6 separate regions of the Mus musculus genome follow, and all the other regions are linked to region 1. Evidence: chromatin contacts called from public HiChIP or PLAC-seq, Micro-C and promoter capture Hi-C data. All regions are on one chromosome and are shown on one strand. Each heading gives the region's core, a stretch centred on a gene start, on an enhancer-like site or on the middle of the called end of the contact. The rest is flanking DNA. Distances are from core to core; before and after follow the strand shown.

What was found. Promoter capture Hi-C pulls out the DNA fragments that hold promoters and counts their contacts. Hi-C and Micro-C count contacts between places; a contact is called where the count stands out from the background. HiChIP or PLAC-seq counts read pairs in DNA pulled down with a chosen protein or histone mark.
Region 2: a contact with region 1 is called in a Micro-C map of embryonic stem cells, with 4 times the contacts expected there. The contact joins the promoter of Prkag2os1 here to the promoter of Actr3b in region 1. A contact is called at or near these places in 2 of 39 promoter capture datasets (embryonic stem cells and pre-B cells), 3 of 484 Hi-C or Micro-C datasets (all in embryonic stem cells), 7 of 115 datasets of contacts at active chromatin or transcription factors (embryonic forebrain, embryonic stem cells, large pre-B cells and 2 more) and 1 of 9 other capture datasets (embryonic stem cells).
Region 3: a Micro-C map of embryonic stem cells shows a contact between it and region 1, with 3 times the contacts expected there. The contact joins the enhancer-like site here to the promoter of Actr3b in region 1. A contact is called at or near these places in 3 of 39 promoter capture datasets (embryonic stem cells and pre-B cells), 1 of 484 Hi-C or Micro-C datasets (embryonic stem cells), 6 of 115 datasets of contacts at active chromatin or transcription factors (astrocytes, craniofacial prominence and embryonic stem cells) and 1 of 9 other capture datasets (embryonic stem cells).
Region 4: a contact with region 1 is called in an H3K4me3 HiChIP or PLAC-seq map of embryonic stem cells, with 8 times the contacts expected there. The contact joins the promoter of Prkag2 here to the promoter of Actr3b in region 1. A contact is called at or near these places in 8 of 39 promoter capture datasets (the 3T3-L1 cell line, HPC-7-derived erythroid cells, cranial neural crest and 4 more), 3 of 484 Hi-C or Micro-C datasets (all in embryonic stem cells), 6 of 115 datasets of contacts at active chromatin or transcription factors (acute myeloid leukemia and embryonic stem cells) and 1 of 9 other capture datasets (embryonic stem cells).
Region 5: a contact with region 1 is called in a promoter capture Hi-C map of embryonic stem cells, with 6 times the contacts expected there. The contact joins the promoter of Galntl5 here to the promoter of Actr3b in region 1. A contact is called at or near these places in 10 of 39 promoter capture datasets (the 3T3-L1 cell line, the C10 cell line, the HPC-7 cell line and 7 more), 1 of 484 Hi-C or Micro-C datasets (embryonic stem cells), 5 of 115 datasets of contacts at active chromatin or transcription factors (embryonic hindbrain, embryonic limb bud and embryonic stem cells) and 2 of 9 other capture datasets (adipose tissue and embryonic stem cells).
Region 6: a promoter capture Hi-C map of embryonic stem cells shows a contact between it and region 1, with 3 times the contacts expected there. The contact joins the promoter of Galnt11 here to the promoter of Actr3b in region 1. A contact is called at or near these places in 16 of 39 promoter capture datasets (the 3T3-L1 cell line, the C10 cell line, the HPC-7 cell line and 10 more), 1 of 484 Hi-C or Micro-C datasets (embryonic stem cells), 6 of 115 datasets of contacts at active chromatin or transcription factors (astrocytes, cardiomyocytes, embryonic forebrain and 1 more) and 2 of 9 other capture datasets (adipose tissue and liver).

Annotation. Positions count from the first base shown.
Region 1 is chr5:25,758,631-25,761,281 of GRCm38.p6, forward strand. Actr3b (ARP3 actin-related protein 3B) reads left to right here and starts at 1,343. Exons shown (of 12, transcript NM_001004365.2): 1 at 1,343-1,498. The coding sequence starts at 1,455.
Region 2 is chr5:24,901,276-24,903,926 of GRCm38.p6, forward strand. Prkag2os1 (protein kinase, AMP-activated, gamma 2 non-catalytic subunit, opposite strand 1) reads left to right here and starts at 1,294. Exons shown (of 7, transcript NR_040684.1): 1 at 1,294-1,563; 2 at 1,890-2,010. All of the region lies in intron 5 of Prkag2 (protein kinase, AMP-activated, gamma 2 non-catalytic subunit), which reads right to left.
Region 3 is chr5:25,009,242-25,011,892 of GRCm38.p6, forward strand. The region is part of intron 3 of Prkag2 (protein kinase, AMP-activated, gamma 2 non-catalytic subunit); the gene reads right to left. Among named protein-coding and RNA genes, the nearest start is that of 1500035N22Rik, 25 kb to the left of the region's middle. Within about 2 kb of position 1,315, at least 106 of the 459 cell types and tissues checked have an H3K27ac peak or open chromatin away from gene starts, as enhancers often do. A contact at or near this core is called in astrocytes and embryonic stem cells, where this site is marked.
Region 4 is chr5:25,099,324-25,101,974 of GRCm38.p6, forward strand. Prkag2 (protein kinase, AMP-activated, gamma 2 non-catalytic subunit) reads right to left here and starts at 1,319. Exons shown (of 16, transcript NM_145401.2): 1 at 688-1,319. The coding sequence starts at 801. It overlaps Gm42232 (a long non-coding RNA gene), which reads right to left and starts at 680. Exons shown (of 2, transcript XR_880887.2): 1 at 530-680. 2900005J15Rik (RIKEN cDNA 2900005J15 gene) reads left to right here and starts at 1,652. Exons shown (of 1, transcript NR_027851.1): 1 at 1,652-2,651.
Region 5 is chr5:25,180,173-25,182,823 of GRCm38.p6, forward strand. It overlaps Galntl5 (UDP-N-acetyl-alpha-D-galactosamine:polypeptide N-acetylgalactosaminyltransferase-like 5), which reads left to right and starts at 1,308. Exons shown (of 9, transcript NM_026449.3): 1 at 1,308-1,472.
Region 6 is chr5:25,221,529-25,224,179 of GRCm38.p6, forward strand. It overlaps Galnt11 (polypeptide N-acetylgalactosaminyltransferase 11), which reads left to right and starts at 1,344. Exons shown (of 12, transcript NM_144908.4): 1 at 1,344-1,503.

The DNA of each region.
Region 1 (2,651 bases), core at 93-2,592:
ACTGACTGCTTTTCCAAAGGTCCCGAGTTCAAATCCCAGCAACCACATGGTGGCTCACAACCACCCGTAATGAGATCTGACACCTTCTTCTGGTGTGTCTGAAGACAGCTACAGTGTACTTACATATAATAAATAAATAAATCTTAAAAAAAAAAAGAATTACCCAAGAATGGTCAACTAATCTAATTCTTCTCCTGTGGAAAATCCACAATGCTTTAAGTCCCAGTAAAGACCAAGTGAATTAATACATCTCTAGAAAGTTCCTTTGGCATCACAGTCAAGAACTTTAGAGGCTAACATTTAGGGTGCAAGTGGGGTTTCCAGTAGGTAGGTGTTTTCCTTCTTAAGTCTCCTTTCCACAATGATGCTGGATAATCACCCTATCTTTGATATTAGAAAATATTTCCTAGTAATATTGATGTGGCATTGACTAAGGTCATTTATTCCTTAAGCCTAATTATGCATATGTTGATTTTCTCCCAGGATACATTATGCAGTGCTCTATCATAGAAAGTCATAAGTATTTTTCTACAGTGAAGGTTATTTATTCGTTCAACATTCAGGTGATTTTTATCGGAGCACCAAATGTGTTAAGCATGAAGCCCTGCCCTAGGAGAACCTATAATTCAGGAGAGGTGAACATCTACTAATAAGTACCCAAACTAGCTTTAAGTGTTAGAAATAAAATCAAGAGATTGTTGGGGTAGAGAATAAAGTGAACATTGAAGTGAGAATTAAGAGGAGAAAGGGGCTGGAGAGATGGCTCAGCGAAGAGCACTTGCTGCTCTTCCGGGAGACCCAATTCAGATTCCTGGTGCCCATTCACAGCTGTCTATAACTTCAGCTGCATGGGATCCTAAGCCTCTGGCTTCCAAGAGCACCTGCTCTTACATACATGCACACACCAGCAGACATAGCGACAGATAGACACACAGCCAATAATCTTTAAAAAAAATTGCAGCTAGATAAGCCGGCAGTGGTGGGGCACACCTTTGATCCCAGCACTAGGGAGGCAGAGGCAAGTGGGGCTAGCCTGAACTACCTACCGAAAGAGTTCCAGGGCAGTATGGGCTACACAGAGAAACCCTGTTTCGAAAACAAAACATAACAAAACAAAATTGCAATTTGTAAAAAGGAGAGAAGAGAAAGAATTCAGGCCTCGCAAATGGGGTCATAGTCACCTTATGCATGTTAAAAATAGACTCCAATCTCTTCCACTGCAGGATAGATGCATAGGCTAAAACGCCGGGCTGCCAGCACTAAGGATGGCTGACAAGAGGGCGGAGCGTGCGCGTCCCCGATTGGCCAACTGTAGAGTGACGTCACGAGGCAGAGCCTCTGGGCTCCCGGCAGCTCCTGGGTGGGGAGCGGCGCTGCCTGCGACCCGGCACCTTGGCACTGGGCACCCAGGGGCACGCTGGGGCTGGTGGGGACGGAGCGCCTCGTGGCCGAGCATGGCGGGCTCGCTGCCTCCCTGCGTGGTTGACTGCGGCACCGGGTAAGAGCCGCGCCCCACGCGCCCACTCACGCTTCGCTGGGCGTCCTGGAGCCATTTCCCCGCGGGGTCAGACGGCAGGAGGAGCGCGGAGGGATGGTGCACGGAGGGATGGTGTGCTGAGGGACAGAGCTCAGTCTGAGGGGTTGGGGAGTTTGAGGGATAGAGCTTAGGTGGGGTGGGAGCTGGGGGACGGAGCTCAATCTGAGGGCTTAGAGAGTTAAGGGATGTGGCTCTGAGAAGATGGGGTGCTGAGGGCATGAGGCTGCGGGGTTACCGGGTGGGCTGCACCTTGCCGGGATGTTGCTGCAGATACTTTCTCTGCAGGGCTTGCACCTGAGAGCTCAGAGTAGTTCCTCTCCCCCCCATCCCCGGGGTGCTTGTCACCTGTCCTCATCCTGTGCACTCACGCGCGCGCGCGTGTCACCTTTCCCTACTGATGTACCAACCACCTACTCGTGGAGATGTTTACACGTGCCATGTCAACTTGACACCCAGTCCCCTTTCCCACTCTGCTCTTTTCCACTCTGAAATGGCACAGCCTAGCCCAGCTCCTGCTTTGGTTTGCATACACTTATCTTTGCTCTTAAAACACACACACACACACACACACACACACACACACACACACACACATTAAAAAAAGACTAACATTTTGAAAAAAAAACAGCCCTCTCCTTTTTGGGGAAGTAGATAACTCTTTTCTTTTTTGAAGATGTTAATTTTTCAGAAGAGACCTTAAGAATGGCTTATGCTGTCAGGCTTAGCTAATTTTAGGAAGGTGGCAGCCAAACCTCCAACCTGGGAGTTTGGGAGTACCTGCTGGCATTGCTGACAAAGTACTTCATAAATAGCTTGCAAATAAATTTAGCCTCTTAAAATGTTTTTCAAGGGATGGTAATCCTTTGTCACCGAATAGTCTGTGGCATGTTCTCTTGCAATTCTTTCCTGTAGAAAAATATACTTGGTTTGGTTTCCTTGACAACCTTGTGGGGGTGTCTTCTAATTTGCTACAGTCCATCTCCTACTGATGTGTCTTTCCTTTTGTTGCTCCGGAACCAGCAGTGGTTACAGACTGGAAAACATGTTCTATTTCTGCTAATTTTTCTTTTGGAAATAAACGTTATAGAGAAGTTTTGTTGCCCTGTATTTGAGA
Region 2 (2,651 bases), core at 44-2,543, 860 kb before region 1:
TGACTGCATGGAGCTGTGAGTCACGCCATGTTACACTGGCTGCAAAGGGAAGAGAAAGAACCACAGAGGGTATCTACAACCAGCTATGGTGGGGAACCCACCAGGGACCAAGCCACCTCTCCAGCCATGCCTTAGAGATTAAGGATGAGCGTTGAGAAGAGGGCACGGGGCAACTCTGTGGACTCCAGGTTAAGATGGGGACGAGGGTTGACTGCTGGCCACTGGATTTGGGGAAGATAAGTTTGTGCTAACCTTGGCAAGTTTGGATGCAGGGCAGAATTGGAGTAAAGAATAAAGAGGAGACCATGGTAATCTTCTGAAAGGAAGATGACCTCACATTGGCCTCCAACATGGGCTTGACTCTAGGGGAGTCTCTGGAATGTTATATGCCATCTTAAAGAGGGCACTTCACCTCTTCCCCCCCTCCCCCCACCCCCGTGACAGGGTTTCTCTGTGTATCTTTGGCAGTCCTGGAACTCACTCTGTAGACCAGGTTGGCCTTGAACTCAGAAATCCACCTGCCTCTGCCTCCCAAGTGCTGGGATTAAAGGCACCACTGCCAGGCTCACCTCTTCTCTTCTGACTTTGCTCTTCTATGACCCAGGGTGTGTGTGTGTAATGCTTTGTGCCTTAGGGTTATCTGAGACTCAGCATAGTTCCACAGTATATGCTAGTAGTCATCAAAAGATCTAGGAGAAGAGAACATTAAAAATGCTTTTCCAATTTTTCCAGTGCTGCTGGACAATCAACACCGTTCCTGTTTACACCTGACAGGTGAAGCTGGAAGCCACAAAGGTCAGAGACAGGCCCAGGACTCTGGCGAGTGGGATGGAGTTCCATTTGGATAGTGATGGGGCCTGGACCCTGGTGGGGTGCCTATAAAGTAGAAAGACAGTCTTCTGGAGGGAAGTTCACGAGTCCCTAGCAGAGTGATGGGAGGTGTTACCTTGGTTCCTAATGACTTTCTACTTGGTTCCATGCACTTGCCAAGGCTGGTGATATGTTCCACTTCTTGCTATCCAACCACTCTATGCACTTTCCTGTTTGTTTAAACCAGTCAGGTATTTTTTTTTTTTTTTCCTTTTAGGTAACACGACCTTTTCCTGTCTGTCTTAGCCTGATTTTGCTTCTTGGACAAAATACACAGCTATTTACTTGGCTCATGATTTTGGTAGCGGGAAGACCTAAGGAGCATAGCGTTTATGTGTGCTGAGTGTCCTACTGGCTGTGTCATAATGGGGGGTGGGGGGGGAGCATCACACAGCAGCCGGTACAAGAGGGTGTGGCTCTATGGACAGAGAAGAAGCCAGACAGCGGGGAGGCTGGCTTCATCCTTTCCAGGATGCCTAGGAAGAACCAATCAATACCTGGGAGACGATACATCTCCTTTCCACGTTACACGGGGACTAAAATTTCATTCCAGAAACTTCTGGGGTGCAGACACCTTCCAAAGCACAGTCCACAGGACAACTCCTGTACCTTCTTAAGCCTAGGACACCGTTAGGATATGTTTGAACCTGACTTTGGATATACTAAAACATGTGGCAATATGTTAAATACAGGGTAAGCTAGGCAGGAAGTTTTCTACTACAGATATTTCATACAATCTTAATTATTCTTGTGGTCAAGAATCAATTTATCCCTGGCCTATAAACTCAGCCAGAGAAGGTCAGAGTTCAGAGAGCACAGACAGACCTTCTGAACCTGTCACTTTGACATGTCTACCACCAGAGGTCAGCACCCCTCATGTCACAGCCAACAAACCGGCAGGCTGACTCTGCAGAGGCTCACTTTTAAAAGCCCCGAGATTCTAGGGAGAAGGAAAGGCTTCATAGGCTCTCAGTGCCTCCCTGGATTCTCCATCCTCATGAAAATTTAATACCACATAGAAACTGTGCACCTGTTCATGTATGGTGACGCCACGGAGGGCCAGACTGCTGCAGTGCCCAAGGTGTGCCATCTCCACAGAGAACCCATCTTCACTCCCTTTAGGCAATTCCCTCCCACCAGGTAAGAATAGTGGGCACAGTTTTTTGTTTGTTTTCTTTCCCCCTTTTTTTTTTTTTTTTTTTTTTTTTTTTTTTTTTTTTTTGGTACACTGGTTATTGGATGCTCTGGAGTCTGACTTCCAAGGAGGAATGGAAAGCAAGCAAGTGGTTACCAAGCGCCAGGCCTGTGTTTGGCAGATACAACCCATAGTGATAGCAATACTAAAACAAAGCTTCAGGAGCTCTGTGGATTGATTACCCAAGGAAAGGCAGCCAAGTCTTCACACGCCAGGGCCTGAGCTCCGAGATGTTTTACTTTCCCAGAGTGGTCCCTGCTCGCTCTGGTGCTCGCGATTTCTCTCTCACACGCTCTGTGTGTGTGTGTGCGCGCGCGCACATTCATGTAAGCATGCATGTTTGGGTGCATGTATGGGTAAGGGCCAGAGGTGGCTACTGGATGTCTTTTTCCATTGCTCTCCACCTTAGTTTTTGAGATAGGCTCTTACAGTGAATCTTGGCAATTCATCTCGTCTGGTTGGCCAGTAAGCTCCAGAGATCTGCCTGTCTACGCTTCCCCAGTGTGCAGGGATTACAAACCTATATTACCATGATTATATATTACCAGATTTTTATATGTGGGTGCTGGGGATTGAGTTTAGATCT
Region 3 (2,651 bases), core at 65-2,564, 750 kb before region 1:
TACATCTGACTTCGGTCAAGACTGAGCAAGGAAAGATACTTCTCCATCTCTGGCCAGAGTGCATCTTGCCAGTCCCACTCTCCACACCCTAGCCAGACTCAACTGGCAGGCCTTTCAAACTCATCTCTACGTCTCTGACCATCTGGGGTTGTATTTTCCAGACTGCAATCACTCTCTCCACCCAGATCATAAAAATCAGCGGTCTTATCTGATAAAGCATGCTAAAATCAGAGACAACGAAGAGATTCCAGAGGAAATCCCGTGTCATGAGAAGGGGGTTCTATGCTGGATGACAACATCGTGTGTGTGTGTGTGTGTGTGTGTGTGTGTGTGTGTGTGTTCACAAGGCAGAGGGGGGCAGGGGCAGGGATGGGGAAGGGAATGTGTGTACAGGGGTGTAACTGTGGTATCTGGAGGCCATCATCTCAGCCGTCCTTCAGGCTCCATCCACCTTGCTTTTTGAGACAGTCTCTCACTAAATTAGTTGAGGTTGGCTGGCCAGCAAGTCCTAGAGGTCCTCTGGTCTCCTCCCAGCCTCCTCTCCTCCCAGGCTGCTACCACACTCACCTAGATTTTTTTTACCTTGGTTCTGGGACTTGAACTCAGACTCCCAGCACACAGAACTGAATCACCCCCCAAGCTCTCCAATGTATCTCTTACTGCAAACAGCAGTTAAGAATTCAAACGAGCAGCAGGGAAGCCGCTGGCTTCATTTGCATGACTTGTTCGCAGGTTTTCAAGTATCCCACAGATGCAAATAGCCCAGGGGCCAGGGTGTGTTCTCCATCTTTTGATTTCCACCTGTCTTGCTGAGGGCTGTGTTAATCTGAGGGCTGGAACAGCCTTTGTGTAATCAGAAGAGGTGGAACCCAGGACAGAGATTTTTTTATTCCTTTTTTTTTTCCTAGTGGGACAAAGATAAGGCCCCAAAGCAGTTCCATCAGCAACGTCAGTGTGCTATTAAGACAAGATTCTGTGTATTGCTCAGTGGGGCTGGAGGAGCTGACCCAATGTTTCCATCTCAGGTCCCAGTGCCACTGCCACACCATGCATCATCAGCTGCTACTTGTTTTCATGCTAGCTGTAAAGTCTATCTTAGTCTAAACCTCAGTCAGGACGATTCTGATCTGCAGGAGAAGGGAAAGGAACAAGAGGAGCTGAGTTCTTGGTCTCAGCCCAACAGAGCGCAGAAGGCAACAGGCCTCCAGGTTACAGTGCCTTCCACTGTCAGCCCTGAGGCTAGAGCTCTGCTGTGGGTGGCCCTCCATGCACTAACTGGGACTGGCCGGATGGTGGCGGTAGAGTGGGTGAGACGGGAAGAGCTGAGAGAAGAGTCAAGCCCAGCGCGTGGTTTCCAAAGAGAGGAGCGAGAGAAGCCAGTCAGGAGGCAACAGACTGCAGAGGGATTTGTGGTAAGAGTTCAGCTCACACACAGGAGGACGGCTTAAGCCAAGCATAGTTAAGCAAGAGTTTCTAGAGGAAAACAAGCCTGAAGTGACGTCCCCAGGGAGGCTGGAGCCCATTGGCTTGATGTCAGGTCTGTTTCAGTGGCTCTCGGATGGCCCTCAGTCCCAGCTGTAGTCTGAGCAGCAGCCACACAAGCTTATGCAAAGGGCACACCCTTCCTCTGGCTTTCCCAACCATTCATTTAAAGAGCCCTGGGCTCCACCATTGAGGCCCCACCTTCCTGACCTCACCTGTAGCTAGCTGGCTAGCTCTTTTCCTCAGGACTGGAAAAAAATGCCCTGCATTCTCCTGCCTGGCACGCCATCTTTGGGCTGTCCAGCAGAGCCCTCTCTGACTCCTTCCCATCAGAGAGGCTGCCCCTGACTCCCCTACACCTAGCACCCCGTCACCCTTCTGATTTTCTTCCCAGCACTTGACACAGCATGGTGATGCCTTGGCCACGTATGTCCCGCTTGCCTCCAGGATGGCAGGGATCAGCTTGTTTGCTGTGGCCTGCCCAGTGCCAGAGGTGTGAACCTTCCTTTTGGCCTCCTGATTCTGCTAGGACGAGACACGTGCAGGGACGGTTCCTGCTTTTTTCTCACAGCAGCGCCTGCTCAAGGTTCAGCATGTGAGGCTATAGCACCCCCTAGTGGCCACAGTACCAAAAAGCCAGGAAAAATGTAAGCAACTGATGGGACAGGCCCAGGACAACGGGACCCCAGCTATGCTCTCTCATTTTACACACCCCCACACTGTGTGAGTGAAATTAGATGTAAGAAAAGATCCAGAAAACAAAGGTGGAAAGGAGGCCAGTAGTAAAGGCATCGCTCCTTGAATGTGGTGAAGACTTAGATGGTGCAGTGGCTGCCCCAAGTGGTTAAATGTAGCACAAGACATCTCAGCTCATCTCAGATGACAGGATGAACTTTTTAGGGCTAAGTAGACAACCAACTTGACGAAGTGCTTGCTGTGCATGCATGAGAACTCGAGCTTGATACCCACATGTAGGGTGCACTGCAATCTCAGAGCTCAGAGGGGGGAGATGGGGAACCCCTGGGACTCAATGGCCAACCAGAAACACCACGTGGGAGCTCCAGGCCAATGAAAAGAACCCATCTCAGAAGATGAGGTGGACAATAACTGAAGAATGATATCTAAAGTTTACCTCTGGCCTCCATATGTGTGTATACACACAGACACAG
Region 4 (2,651 bases), core at 69-2,568, 660 kb before region 1:
ATGCTGCTCCCTCCGGCTGTTTAAGTCAATGTCACCAGAGTCCAACCAAGGTGGCAGGGTATTCTGGGCTGAAGTTAGCAATAGCCCTGTATAGTAAGCCGAGAAAACCTCAAGCCCCCAAATTCCACGAGGCACAAAATATTCCTGGAGTCAAACCACGGGAATCACTGCAAAGGGCTCCAGCCGCGACTCACATGCATCCTGAAATTGGTGTGGAGGGAGAGCTATTTGGGGGTGCTGCCTCACCGTGGCACCCCGCGATATTCCCACCCACCACTCCTTTCCTCAGTCCCCGGTGGCGGCGGCGGCTCCTCAACTCACGCTTCCCCGCACTTCACAAGAGGTCCTTTTCAACAAAACAACACAACTCACCACCCCCCTCCCCAGCACCCGCACCGGCCCGATCCAGGGCTACGCCCAGTCCGCCACCAGGCTTTGCGCACCCGGGAGCGCGCTTCTCGTACTCGCTTCCCAGCAGACACCCTTGCCTCTGTCCTAGACAATCCCATAGCTCCACTATAGTACGGACCAAGATCCAATCTCGGGCTCTGCGGCCCAGCTTGGGCCCTGCCCCTCCCCCTCCCCAGCCTCCCGAAGGGACAGGAGGGACAGGACGGCGCGCGCAGAGTGTCCCTTGTTAACCGCCTAGGCGCCGCGGGAGTCTGGAGCTCCAGGGATGGGACTCACCGGAATGTGCACTCGCAGTGACCGCCTCTTCAGGCTAGGGTTCTTTTTGCCACTGCTCCCGCCCGGGCTGGAAACCTCTTTCTTCTTCTTGGTGTCCATGGCTGCGCTTCCCATAACTTTAGCTAGAAGTTAATTCCGGTGCCTCGTCCCCGGGGTTCGGTCCCCTCGCTGCCTCCCAGGACTGCTGCCGTTACACTGGAGCCACGCGCTTTTTATGACTGTCCTCCCACCCTGAAAACACCTCGTGGGGACTTCCGCGGGGAGGGCGGGTGGCGCAGGTAACACGCGGGGCTCCACCCGAGGGGCTGGCAGTCCGCGGAATGCCGGGTTGGAGCGTCCTCTTTCTCCTACGGAATCATTGGGTGCAGAGTCTCGGCCCGTGCTACTTTTGGTTACGCGTGGCAGAAGTCTTGTGCTGGGTGATAAAGTTTTCCTCCTTCTGCAAAGCGAAGCAACATTTTCCACCTCTCGGCTCCTCCCACAAATTCCCAGAGGTAGTCGGCCAGGCAGGTGCAATTAACAACAGCAATTTGGAAAACAGCCTTCTCGTGTCTGTGCCTCGATGGAAACGGTGGCCAGAGACACTTGGTAGAGAAATGCATAACCCTGGGCCGCACAATAAAGCGACAGGGAGCCTGGGACCCGGAGGGCCTCCTCTTTGGGCGAGAGGGAGGGCAGAGGGGGAAGAGGAGGTGCAAAGGCGAAGACTCGTCGCAATTGGGCTGGCGCGTGGCCGCAGGAATAAACTGTGGCGGCGGCTGGCTGGGTTCTGCGGGCCGAAGGGCGCGCCCCAGCCCCTAGGGGAGAATAGGGCAGGGCGCCCGCCCCGGGCGGCCTCTGAGCCGCGGCCCCCGGGACCCGGGGAACTGTGGGGGCCGGGTCTGGCACCAACGTAGGCTCTGGGAGCGCTGGGCGGTGGCAGGCGGCGCGCGCGTTGAACAGGAAGTGCGCGGCGTGCGGCGCCACTGTCCCACTCCACGCGGCCCACGCTGCCCCCGGGTGGTCGCCGTGCACTCTCTGTCTCAAGGTAGGCCAGCTCCGGACTCGCCAGGAGCTGATTCTGATCCATCTGGTTTTGCTGTGTCTCTGTTTAGGTCCAGCCCCCGGAAACACACACCCGCAGCCCGACCACGCCACGATTGAAGCCCCGGGTCAAAGTGGTTCGGGTGACCGCACTCGCTTCTCGCAACGCCGCCCCCCTGCGGCGTAGGGAACCCCATCCTGTCCAGAGCGGCCTGTGGCGTGGTGAGTGCAGGCTTTTCTCCACAACTTGGTTCTTTTCAGATTCATCAAAGATTGCGCAACAAACCTTGATCTTTGGCAAAGGCGCTCTGGTCTCAGTAAATGCTGAAGTCCTAAAACCACGAGAGGAAATGGGTGCGTCGGAGCCTGAAACCAGGGCGAACACGCCACGTGCTCCCGGATCTTCAGAGCCACTGGCTGCAGATCTGGTACTGCGGGCTGCTCAGGGCCCTGGTGTTCCTCCCAGGCAGCAGGACCTTGGCTTCTGGTCTGAGTGAGGGGCGTGCTTCCTCTCCTGCTCAGAATTGAATACCGGCTGACCCCAGTGATCACTCCAGCTCTTTGAAGCTAACATCAGCCCACCTGCTCCCTGTAAACAGTAATACACGGACAGTACCTATAGCATAAACGTGATAGGGGTTCCTTTGACGAAGACATGACACGGGTAAGGAGATGGCCTTTACTCCTCTTCCTGCTCTCCCACCGTAGAGGATGTGGTTACCACTTTAAGACCATGATTTAGTAAAGGACCTGTCTGTCCCATGAGAAACCCATTGCTGGGTCCAGCAATCCCCTGGATTTCCACGGTACCAGCCAAGTTCCTGCAAATTAGGTAAAACCCTACAGCTGGGGGGAAGGGGGCGATCCTTGGTTCATCAGGTAAGTTTGTATACATCCTGCTACCACACTTTCAAAACAAGAATGAAGTACACCTCCTCCCC
Region 5 (2,651 bases), core at 58-2,557, 580 kb before region 1:
GTCTCACCCTCTGGCTGTTCTCAGTGTAGATCAGTTTGGCACCTTCTTCAGTGTCATAGCAATAGCATCATGCACCCTGCATCTTGCTTCTGTGTCTGAGGTGTCCTGCTATCACATGCATGCCCACAGCCCCATCCATTCCCACTGTGGTGCTGGGATGGAGCACAGGGCTCCATGCTTGTTAGACAGGCACTATACCAGCTGTACCACACCCACAGCCCTGTCCATTCCACTCTGCATGGGCTTTTGCATTATATATATATATATATATATATATATATTTGCATAGATATTGAGAAAATGGTTGGTTTGTTAGTTTGTTTTGTGTTTGTTTTCATTGCCAGGGATCAAACTCAGAGTCTTATGTGCTAGGAAAATTTATGTGAGTGTGTGTGTGTGTGTGTGTGTGTGTGTGTGTGTGTGTGTAGGCAGAGATAGCTACACATGTACATGTATGTATATATGAAGATTGGTGTGTGGCGTCCTCCCTTACTGGTCTTTTTTTTGTTTTGTTTTTGAGGCAAGGCCTCTCACTGAACCTGCTAGCAAGTTCCAGGGCTTCTCCTGTCTCTGCCTTCCCCAGGCTAGGGTCTCAGGTGTGCATTGCCATGAATGGCTTTTATGTGATGCTAGGGTTCCAAACTCAGACCTTTATGCTGTGTGGCAAGGAGTTTCCCAAATAAGCCATCTCCCCCGCCCATTCAAACATAGTCTGCATTAATACCATTGATAAATGAAATAGAAGTGCTTCCTATCTAGCTTGTGCAGATGAGCATCCAAATTTATGCTAGGAGTTGTCCAGACCTTCATGCTCTAGAGAAGGGTCTAGAAGAGCCCCAGCGCACCACTGCCTCTATTGAGCTGATACAGGGGTGTGGTGGTTCCAAGCCTCTGGGGGGAGGGGTCCAACCTCCTCTTACTCTCACAGAAGGGCTCTCTCAAGTCTTGGCTGATCTTGTGTACTGCCATCTAAATGCTGAGCAATGGATCAGAAAGGAAAAGTTAAAGGCTGCATTCAGGCAGCCTTTGGTCTCATATTTCAGTTTCTTGAGGTATTCTGACAGCTGTTTTGTAATCTCATTTCACAAGAGCTAAACATTAGGCCAAGCCTGCATACCCTGGGTTTTGACCTTGACTCTCATGAGACTTTCTGTTTCCTTAGCTGAGGAGGAATGACATTCAGACAGTAGTTATGATAGGCCCCTTTGGGTTCTAGCTTCCTGGATTCTAACTGCTTGCTAGACTTCCAGACAGAGGCCTCTGTGGGCCAACAGTGCCTTGTGTGATGTCACTGGGCTCTGAGAGCCAGCCTGTGGTGGCCTGCTGAACACTCTGTTGCTGTAAGGCAACCCAGCATGATCTAGTACCACCTAGAAAATTACATCTTTTCATCACTCACAGACCTGATTCCACTTATGACTCTGGTTGTCAAATAACTTTAAAAGCTGCCAGAAAGGCAGCCTCATTGACAGGTAAGGAGCTAGGCCAGAGTTAGAGACTCAGGAAGTCCAGGCATCTAGACCAGTGCAAGCAGTGGTCTGCTGGACATTGGCTGATGTGGACTCTGCCGAGCAGCACGGAGACTGATTTACCACAAGAAAAGGCTGGCTATGCCTCACTTCTGGAAGACATAAGATACTGTGTAGGCTCCAGTTCCTGAAAGGGGACTCTGTGACATACTTGTGTGAGCTCTTTATAGTTACTTAAAACTCAATGGAGGGAAGGCCTTTGAAGAGTGAGGTTACAGGTCCCATCTGAAGAGCAGTGTTGGGAAGATAAAGCATTGCAAAATGTTGTTTTCAGAAAAATCAGTGGTGGCATGGATCAGAAGCAAGGTCATGCTCTCCTGACGCTAATGTGGGGAGGATGTGTGCCCGCACAGATCTTCACACCGATGACTTAATCACATCATACTTTTACATTTTTTAAAATTTATTTTTAAAGGAGTGAGAGTTTATTTTAGCTTACAACTTGAGGGGATAGATTTCATAGTGATGGGGAAAGCACAGAAGCACTGTGGCAGGAGAGGGAGGTGGCTGATCACATGGTGTTCACAGCCAGGAAGTAGTGAATTCTGGTGCTCAGGGCTTTCTCCTCTCCATTCACCTGGGACCCCAGGCCACGGAATGCATCACCCATATTTAATGCGGATGTTTCCACCTCAATTAACCTAATTTGAATTATGTAGATTTACTGAGAGTCTCTCTCTCTCCAGTGATCCTAGATCCTGTAGAGTTGACAACATTAACCATTACAGGAACGGGGACTCTGACAAGGCCCCTTTAATAAGATATACTGATAGTCAGGCAGCTAATTCCAGCACCAAGGAGACAGAGGCAGGCAGATCTCTTGAGTTCTAGGCCAGCCTGGTCTACAAAAATGAGTTTCAGGACAGCCAGGGCTACACACACACAAAAATCAATTAATAAAAAAAAATCCATAAAGTATGCTAACAAGGCATTTTATACTCATAGGTTAGGGAAAGTTTCACTACACTCACCCACACCCACGCCCAACATACTTGCACATATGCACACATACAGGCACACACATGTGTGTGTGCACACACACACATGCACACCTTTGACAGTTTCGTGTATTACACTGAATTTTAGTTATTCTCACTCCCATCACCCGCTCTCATCCGCCCC
Region 6 (2,651 bases), core at 94-2,593, 540 kb before region 1:
AAAACCTACCTGGAATGTGGGTGGCCATGGAGCAGGGATCAAATAAAAAGAAAAAAACAAAACAAAACAAAAAAACAAAACAAACCAGGTTGTAAGATGAGCACCAGCCTCTCTGGGCCTCCTGAGGGTGAAGTGTCACAGGCTACCTTAGACCTCTGCTTGCCATGGCTTACCCACCACAGCAGAGGCTGTACCTCACACTGTGGCCAAAATAAACCCTTAAGTAGTTTCTGTCAGGAACGTTGTCACACATACAGGAACAATAGCAGACACATGGTTATGGCATGACAATGCTTCTGTTCTATTGCCCTCTCGTGAGAGAGTCATCCCTTAAACAACCATGAGTTCCCGTTAAGATGCTGTGTGGACAAGAATGGGAACTATGAAAAATGCTTTCTTTGGCATTGAGCAGCAACTGTTTGACTGAGGGCAATGGCCATGGAAGGACACAGATAAGGGCCATCAGGATTTCAGCCTTAAGGATAGACCTAGGTAACCTCACAGAGCATCCTACAGCCTCACAATACTAGTAAGTATTTGGCAGGGCCACATATGAGTTAATTTTGTGCCACTGTGTTGACAACTTAAAGGGAAAAGAGTTATTTTGGTTCATGGTTACTGAGGGTTTATTGCATGGTTGCTTGGCCATCGCATTTGAGCAGAACATCAGGATGACAGCAGTATATGGGGTAGGTTATTTACTTCATGATGGGCAGGAAGCCAGAAGGAGACTTGGACAATTGGACCAGGTAAGACCCTCGGACATCCCTGATCCTTCTCCCTCTAGATTGACCCCCACCTCCAAAAAGTTTCTACAATCTTTGGCAATTGCACCACCAGCAGGCACCAAGCTCCACATAAGCCCCAGTGGGGCATTTCAAGTCAAAGTCGGTCACCACAGCCAGTTAATGCAGGAGGGAAGTATCCTGGGTTAATGCTAGCTAGAACAATTTATTGGTTCAGGAGATGCTGCTTTCTTAAAAATAAGGGACGCAGAATTTTCTCCTTACATATGTCCCATTGCTCTACCAGACATCACGGATTTAAAAAAAAAAAGTCTTGGCTGAATAGCATGGTGAGATAACAGGATTAATATAGATACCCGTCAATGTAAAGCAGCATTAATGGACCAACTACCAAAACCTTACCATTCTGTTTGATCTGCTAAATTTCCTCACATTCTCTCCAAGAAAAAGTCGTCCCCTCATCTAAGCTTCTCTCTGGAGTGAACTTCACTAAGGCCCTATGGGACAGAGCTCAGCTCCACACTGGGCGGGGAGGAGCCCGGGCCTCGTGACGCCAGGCCGCGGGCGGTGACGTCATCCTCGGAGGCGAGGGCGTGCGTGCGGTGACGCGTGCCGTGACGCGAGGGCTCCGCAAGGCTGCGTGTCGTGGGCCGCGTCGCGCGCCGCGGCTCGTGCGGCTCGGCCCGGGCTGTGGCGGGAGCGGAGATGCCGCAGCCCGTGCCCTGGAGCGCCGCTATCCCGGCCTGCGGGTGTCGCGGTGAGTAGCCGGCCCGCGGCGCTTGACCCCGCGCGGCCTACGTCGGCGCCTGAGCGTGGGCTGCGGCCTGAAGGGACGCGGCTGCTGGAGCAGGCTTGGTGGCCTGGGAGGCCAGAGCTGCTTCCGGATTCAACAGCAGTGATGGGTACTGCGCATGGCCGTTCTCTCGGTGGCCGTAACCTCCAGCCAGTGTTGTGATTTACTAGAAAAAAATACCGATTTTATCTTTATTGCTGTTATTACGGTCAGGATTTAGACCGCGTCGGTACAGGAGGCTGGAAGACAGAAAGGATGCATGTTTCTTTGCAGTATGCTTGTTAAAAAAATTACCTTTTATGGTTTTCGTACACCCCAAACTAGTGCTTTAAATATAAATATAGGAAGACCCGCCACCTGTCTGTCAGATCTTGTCCTTTTACTTTGAGAGCCATCATGTTGGTTGGTTGCTTATCTTCAAACAAAAAATGAGACCCTGGAGACGCTTTCTAGTCCGTGGGCCCAACAAAACAGTTACTTCAAACTTATTTCTTCTTTTATTTGAAATAATGCTTTAAGAAAAACAGGAAGTAAGCCTTTCTTACCCTCAGCATGTGCCTGCCACGGAGCTCTGCAACTGAAATGTCACCATACCGTAGTCTATAGTTTTCATTTGATGGCCCTGGAATCAAATCTCTAACATTTCTGTGCTGTTTCTTGCCAGGTTTCTTAACAATTTTATATTACTATTTTTCTTGTGAAGTATAATTAACATGAAGTTTATTGATTATTTTACTAGTATAGTTGAATGGCATCGGGTACATTCACAGTGTTGTCTTAACAGGCAGTGCCATATATTTCCAAAATCAATCACTCAGGACAGACATTATAACATAGGGCAGGGACTCCTGCTCTTCTTCAGTCTCTCAGTTTACCTGGTTTAGATACTTCATTTGAATTGGAATCCATGGTCTTTCCTTTATCTGTATCTGTTTGAGGCTATTCTTGGTTGTCAACTTGACAACCAAAAATGGCTAGACACAACTGTGAGAGATTTTTGCTGAATTAAATCATTTGAAGTGGGGAGAGCATTTCTAATCTGTATCTTTGAGGTGGGAAGATCCACCTTTAATCTAAGGCCACACCTTCTGCTGGCAGCCTTTACAAAGGCT